2 separate regions of the Sus scrofa genome follow, and region 1 is linked to region 2. Evidence: chromatin contacts called from public HiChIP or PLAC-seq data. All regions are on one chromosome and are shown on one strand. Each heading gives the region's core, a stretch centred on a gene start, on an enhancer-like site or on the middle of the called end of the contact. The rest is flanking DNA. Distances are from core to core; before and after follow the strand shown.

Region 1 (2,700 bases), core at 155-2,654, 87 kb after region 2:
TTACAGCTCTCGTTTTATTATCTAAAGACACTTGCCTTTTGACTTTTTTTTTTTTTAACCTTCAGTTAGTTTTTAACAAGACACTGCATTTCAAACATAGCAAACACGACAGAGATTACGGAACAAGGCCAAGGCCGAGGCTGGAGTGACCTTGCACGACCGTTGTTGCCATCTGTTGGTGGCTGGCAGAACTGATGCACTTTGAAGCTTTATTTATTGCACAGAAAGTCGAAAACTGAAAGCAGAGGACCTGCCTTGCCCCCAGGGAGCTCAGGATGGGCAGCATAGAGGAAGAATGGAAGGAGAGGAATCTCTTGTGATCGAACATGATGGAAGATAATATGAGAAAAACAATGTGTGTGTGTGTATGTATGTATATATATACGACTGGGTCACTTTGCTGTACAGCAGAAATTGACACAACACTGTAAATCAACTACACTTCATAAAAAAGGCGGAGGTAATGTGGATTTGCTTCATGCATCGGCACGAGTCATCACTGGGTACCAGGAATCCATAGTTAATATAATTTTAGAGGGGTTTTTTAAGGTACGGTCTGGCATGCCCCTGGAAATCTAAAATCCATTTATGAGTCAGTTTGTCATTTCAGAAAGACTCCCAGTGCATTGGGCTTTGGGAAATTAACAGAACAACAGGAGATCTCAGCTAAAAACCAGTCTCTTCCATAGAATTAGCATGCAGCTGATATTTGTGAAATTTGATTAGTTAGGGACACTTCTCATTCTAATCAAGGAAACTGAGACTCGATCAGTAAAATAGCCATTGTATTTTATCGTCTTTCAAAGTGCTTTCAGATAACTGTACATCTGTTTCTGCACCAATCTATTTCAGCCATTTTTCTTTCATCCCCTTTTTCTGATACCAAACTGAGATTCCTAGAGATTAAGTTTCCTGAGTGCACATATCTAGTGGATAATGAGAGCCAGAATTAGTCCAAGCAGCAGGGTTCGCAACTCTCATTGCACAGAAGAATCACCTGGGAAACTTAAAAAATAAAATAAAATCCCATTGGTGGGTCTCACTGCCATATATACTGATTTAATTAAGCAGGGCAAGGACTAGGTCATGGGTTTCCCTTTTAGAACTGCAGCGATTCTAGAGCTCCCATTGCGGCTCAGCAGGTTAGGAACCCAACAAAATGTCTGTGAGGATGCAGGTTCGATCCCTCACCTCGCTCAGTGGGTTAAGGATCTGGTGTTGCCAAGAATTGTGGTGTAGGTCTCAGACGCGGCTCAGATCCTGCATTGCTGTGGCTGTGGTATAGGCTGGCAGTTGCACCTCCTCTTTGACCCCTGGCCTAGAACTTTCATATGCCTTGGGTGTGGCCATAAAAAGGAAAAGAAAAAAAGGAGAAAAAAAAAAAAAAAAAAAAAAAGAACTACAGTCAACACATTCAACTGTGTTTCCTGGATTGAACTTCTTCAATTCAGAGTATGGTCTACGGAGCAGCCGCAAAGCATCCTCTGGAAGTTTGTTGGACGTGCAGAATCTCTGGCCTCATCCCAGATGCTCTGAATCAGAACCTGCCTTGTAACAAGATTCCCAGGTAATTCCTGTGCTGGGTGAAGTTTGGAAACAATAGGTATTGCCTCTGAGGCAGTTTCCTGAGCTGCTCGTTGGTATCTCCACTGGGGACTCTGGGTTTTATTTTTACCATTCAGACAACATTCAAGGACTGGGGGCCTCCATCTAGGGCCCTGGCTTCCCTTTGCCCTGCGGCTTCCACCTGTGTCCTAAACTGAGAACCCGTGTGCTCCCCTCCTCCCCCCTAAAATTCTTGCTCAGCACCCCCAGGTAGAGTATGTTTTCACCGCCCTCAATTTTTGAATGTGTTGTAGCGACGTCAGCAAACCAAGACCCCAGTCTGGGTGCTCCAGGCTCTTCCTGTTAATAGCGATGCCCCAGCCCACCCTCGTTAGCCCTTGTGTTCAGCCCCTAAGACTCTCTCTACCTCTAGCTTAGACACTGCTTGGATTGTAGAGGAAGGAGGCAGCACCTTTTCTTTCCCCCTAAAGAGAAAGTACTCAGCCAATGTTTTTTTTGAATACTGGAATGAAATGAAGGCTGTGTGGGCATCTGGGAAATTCTGACATTACAAACAGGCTTCGCCCATCCCAGCTGGACTTGGCTTTCGGTGGAGGGGCCTCTAACCCAGCAAATCCATCCATTGTCTTTCAAAAAGGGATCCTTCTGAGTTCCTGTCTTCAAATCCGCTGCTGAGTGATCTTTTCTAAATCCATAGTTGCATTGTGGGTAGTGAGTGCCTGAAAGAGACACAGAAATCCCTGTTCAGCCTCTTTTTTGGGAAACTGAGCGCCTGGCTTCTTTTCCAGCCCGTCCTTCGCCATTTTTAACCACAAGCCCCCTTTGATGTGGGGCCATCCTGAGCGGGGCAAACTCCCCTCCCCCATCTCCTGTCCCTTTTCCAACCTTCCTCCCTGAAGGAACAAAACAACAACAGACCAAAGTGGGAAAAAAAACAGGGGAGGTTTGTGAAATCCCTTGAAAGGGTGTTCCTGAAAGAGGATTCAAAAGTGCGTGGAGGGGGTCTGTGTCTCGCTTTTTCTGAAAGTGTTGGGAGGTCTCTGTGCGTCAGATCTGCAGAGACTGGAGTGATTATTTGGGCTCAGAAGCCATTCATTAGTGGCCACGGGTAAGAAGACCTTGCCAGTTGCTTGT
Region 2 (2,700 bases), core at 186-2,685:
AAAGAAAAGCATTAAAATAGTTCTTTCGAAGAATTCAATGTGAAGTATTACTTGACACCCCTCCTGACCCTAAACATATTATGTTTTAATGTACTGAGGTAGTAAGCTCCTTTAGAGACCAAAAAAAAAAAAAAAAAAAAAAAAACAAACAAAAAAAAACCCTATTAGTGAAAGCATCCCAAATGAACAGCAATAAATGTTTGTGGCTGGATTGATGAAGGAATTTAATGAGGCCTCAGCAGAATCCTTAACAACATCCCATGATGGAACTGATTCAACAACCATCCAAACCTTAGTCAGGCAAACCTAGATTTAAATCCCTGGTTCTATCTATTACTAACTGTTCTGACGGACAAACAATTCTGAGTCTTGGTTTCTTTACCTATAAAATGACCCACAAAGTTGCCTGACACAGCAGGGGGCATGATAAATGTTTGGATTAAGTAAAATTTCTTTTTCATGGGAAATAAGCAGTTGGGCTAAACTACTGTCCATGACCCCCGCTCCTGTGACTCTGCACTTTCGTGCTTATTTGTCTATTTCCCGCAGGTCCTGCTCCGCGGATGACTCCTCCCCATCCCAATCTTACTCACTCCTCAAGCCCTAATACAAACGTCAGCTTCTCTGTAAAACTCTCCCTTATCCCATCTCTAAGAACAAACAGCTTCCTCCTGTGTTTCAGTAACACTTTTATATTTGTACAGCACTCACCACCATGCGTGACTTGTCTACCTCCTTGCCTACATGAACTCCTTAAGGACAGGGATCCTGTGTTAATCACCTTCGTCCTATCACTTTCCTGTCCCTTCTTCTGGCCAAAGGCCAAGCACTTCGCCACGATCCATAAGCAACAAGAGAAATTGATCCGGCAAGAGCAACGAATCTAAACCTTCTGATCTAGCGTGAATGCTGAAATGGCCTTAACCCCCGAGAAACTACTAAAGTAAACGTGAAACAAAATCCAAGAAAAGGCAAAAAGTACTATGAAGTCTCATCCCCCTCCAGGAATTGAAGTGACCATCGGTCTTGGGGAAGGTCTGGGAAGCTGTAAGCCCTAACGTACTCTGGGTGCGGGATCTCCCTATTCAGGCAGACCTGGGATCTCCTACTTCTGCAGGCAATAGGGGGATGAGCACTCCAGCCCGCAGGCCCCCAGAGGCCTAAGCAAGCTCCGCGCCGTGACTCAGCCCCTGGCGCCCGCCAAGAAGCAGCCGGCCTCCCCTTACCTTGGCCAGCTTCTCGCACTCGGGCAGCCGCTGATCCACTGTGGCGCTGTAGTCCACCTCCATCTTCACGATGCGCCCATCAGCCCGCTCCGAGCCGCCGTCCGCCATGGTCCTCGCCTAAGCGTCCCTTGCTGTCCCCCTGCTTCGGCCACCACTCGTCAGCCACACCGGAAGCCGCCGGCGCACCCGCTCAGGCAGTGCCTGGGCAGCCCGCGCGAAGGACCCCCACGAGGACCCCTGCGCCGGGCGCCAGGCAGGCACTGCCGCAGACAGCCCTGAGGGCGGAGCTAGGAGCGGGCTCCGCCCCGCCCGCCAAGTCCGGTTTTCGTCTGGTGACAGACTTCTCTAAATTTGCGGTGAGGAAAGCGAGTGTTATCAAATAGGCTGTCGTATATATCTTCTCACACCTCTGCTTTGAAATATTGCGATTTCTCGGAACCATGGGCGAGTCACTGAACTTTTCTTGGATTTCGGTTTTCTCGCGGCTCCAGGAGCAGGCTGAAAGAAACCCCGAAGAAAAAAGTTCTCAGGTTTCTTCTGGTTGAGAGTCTTGGTGGCTTCATCTGTGAAATCTCCTCAAGCTCATAAGAAAAGCCATGGCAGTGGTTCGGTAGTGCAATAGGTAAATATTATGTTGATAAGAATCTTTACAAAAGACTATTTTTGCTTTTTCCCTGAAAGACCTTTTTGAGCATCAAACGAGATTTTGTATAGGAACCTATTTCCAATTCTTAAGAACCATACAAGTTTTTTTCATTACTACCCACACCATCTAGGTCCCTTTTAAAAAAGCTTAAGACCTTGAAAGTGAGAAGGAGGTTGTGTGTGGTGTGGTCCAGGTGTCAACAGTAGCCTGGGAAGCAAATGGAAATCTTAGTGTGGTCTGCCCGTTATGTTAGTGGTTCTCAGTTTAATTAGCCTCAAGCTCCCTTTATAAGTGCTGAATAGACCTTAAAAACAAACAAACAAAAAAACTGTTCTGTAATGAAAATCATGGTAATATAACCCATCTACACACATAATTAAAAAAATAGTCCTAGATCTAATGTAAAGGAGAAAGATTGCAAAATACCAAAATAATATATTTCAAAATATAAAGGCTAGGAGTTCATAGTGGCACAGTGGTTAGCGAATCCGACTAGGAACCATGAGGTTGCAGGTTCGATCCCTGGCCTTGCTCAGTGGGTTAAGGATCTGGCGTTGCTGTGAGCTGTGGTGTGGGTCACAGACGTGGCTCGGATCCCACGTTGCTGTGGCTGTGGTGTAGGCCGGTGGTTACAGCTCTGATTAGACCCCTAGCCTGGGAACCTCCATATGCCGTGGGAGCAGCCCTAGGAAAGGCAAAAAGACAAAAACAAAACAAAACAAAACAAAACAAAAAACAAAATATAAAGGCTAAAACATGTCTGCAGTAGAAATACAAAGAAGTAGTCATTTGCTCGTATGCATATCCACTACCTTAACTATAAATGCA

What was found. HiChIP or PLAC-seq counts read pairs in DNA pulled down with a chosen protein or histone mark.
Region 1: an H3K27ac HiChIP or PLAC-seq map of alveolar macrophages shows a contact between it and region 2. The contact joins the enhancer-like site here to the promoter of PSMD12 in region 2.

What each region holds. Positions count from the first base shown.
Region 1 is chr12:13,815,692-13,818,391 of Sscrofa11.1, forward strand. All of the region lies in intron 1 of PITPNC1 (phosphatidylinositol transfer protein, cytoplasmic 1), which reads left to right. Among named protein-coding and RNA genes, the nearest start is that of PITPNC1, 76 kb to the left of the region's middle. Within about 2 kb of position 1,405, at least 23 of the 83 cell types and tissues checked have an H3K27ac peak or open chromatin away from gene starts, as enhancers often do. A contact at or near this core is called in alveolar macrophages, where this site is marked.
Region 2 is chr12:13,728,637-13,731,336 of Sscrofa11.1, forward strand. PSMD12 (26S proteasome non-ATPase regulatory subunit 12) reads right to left here and starts at 1,436. Exons shown (of 11, transcript XM_003482961.3): 1 at 1,227-1,436. The coding sequence starts at 1,334.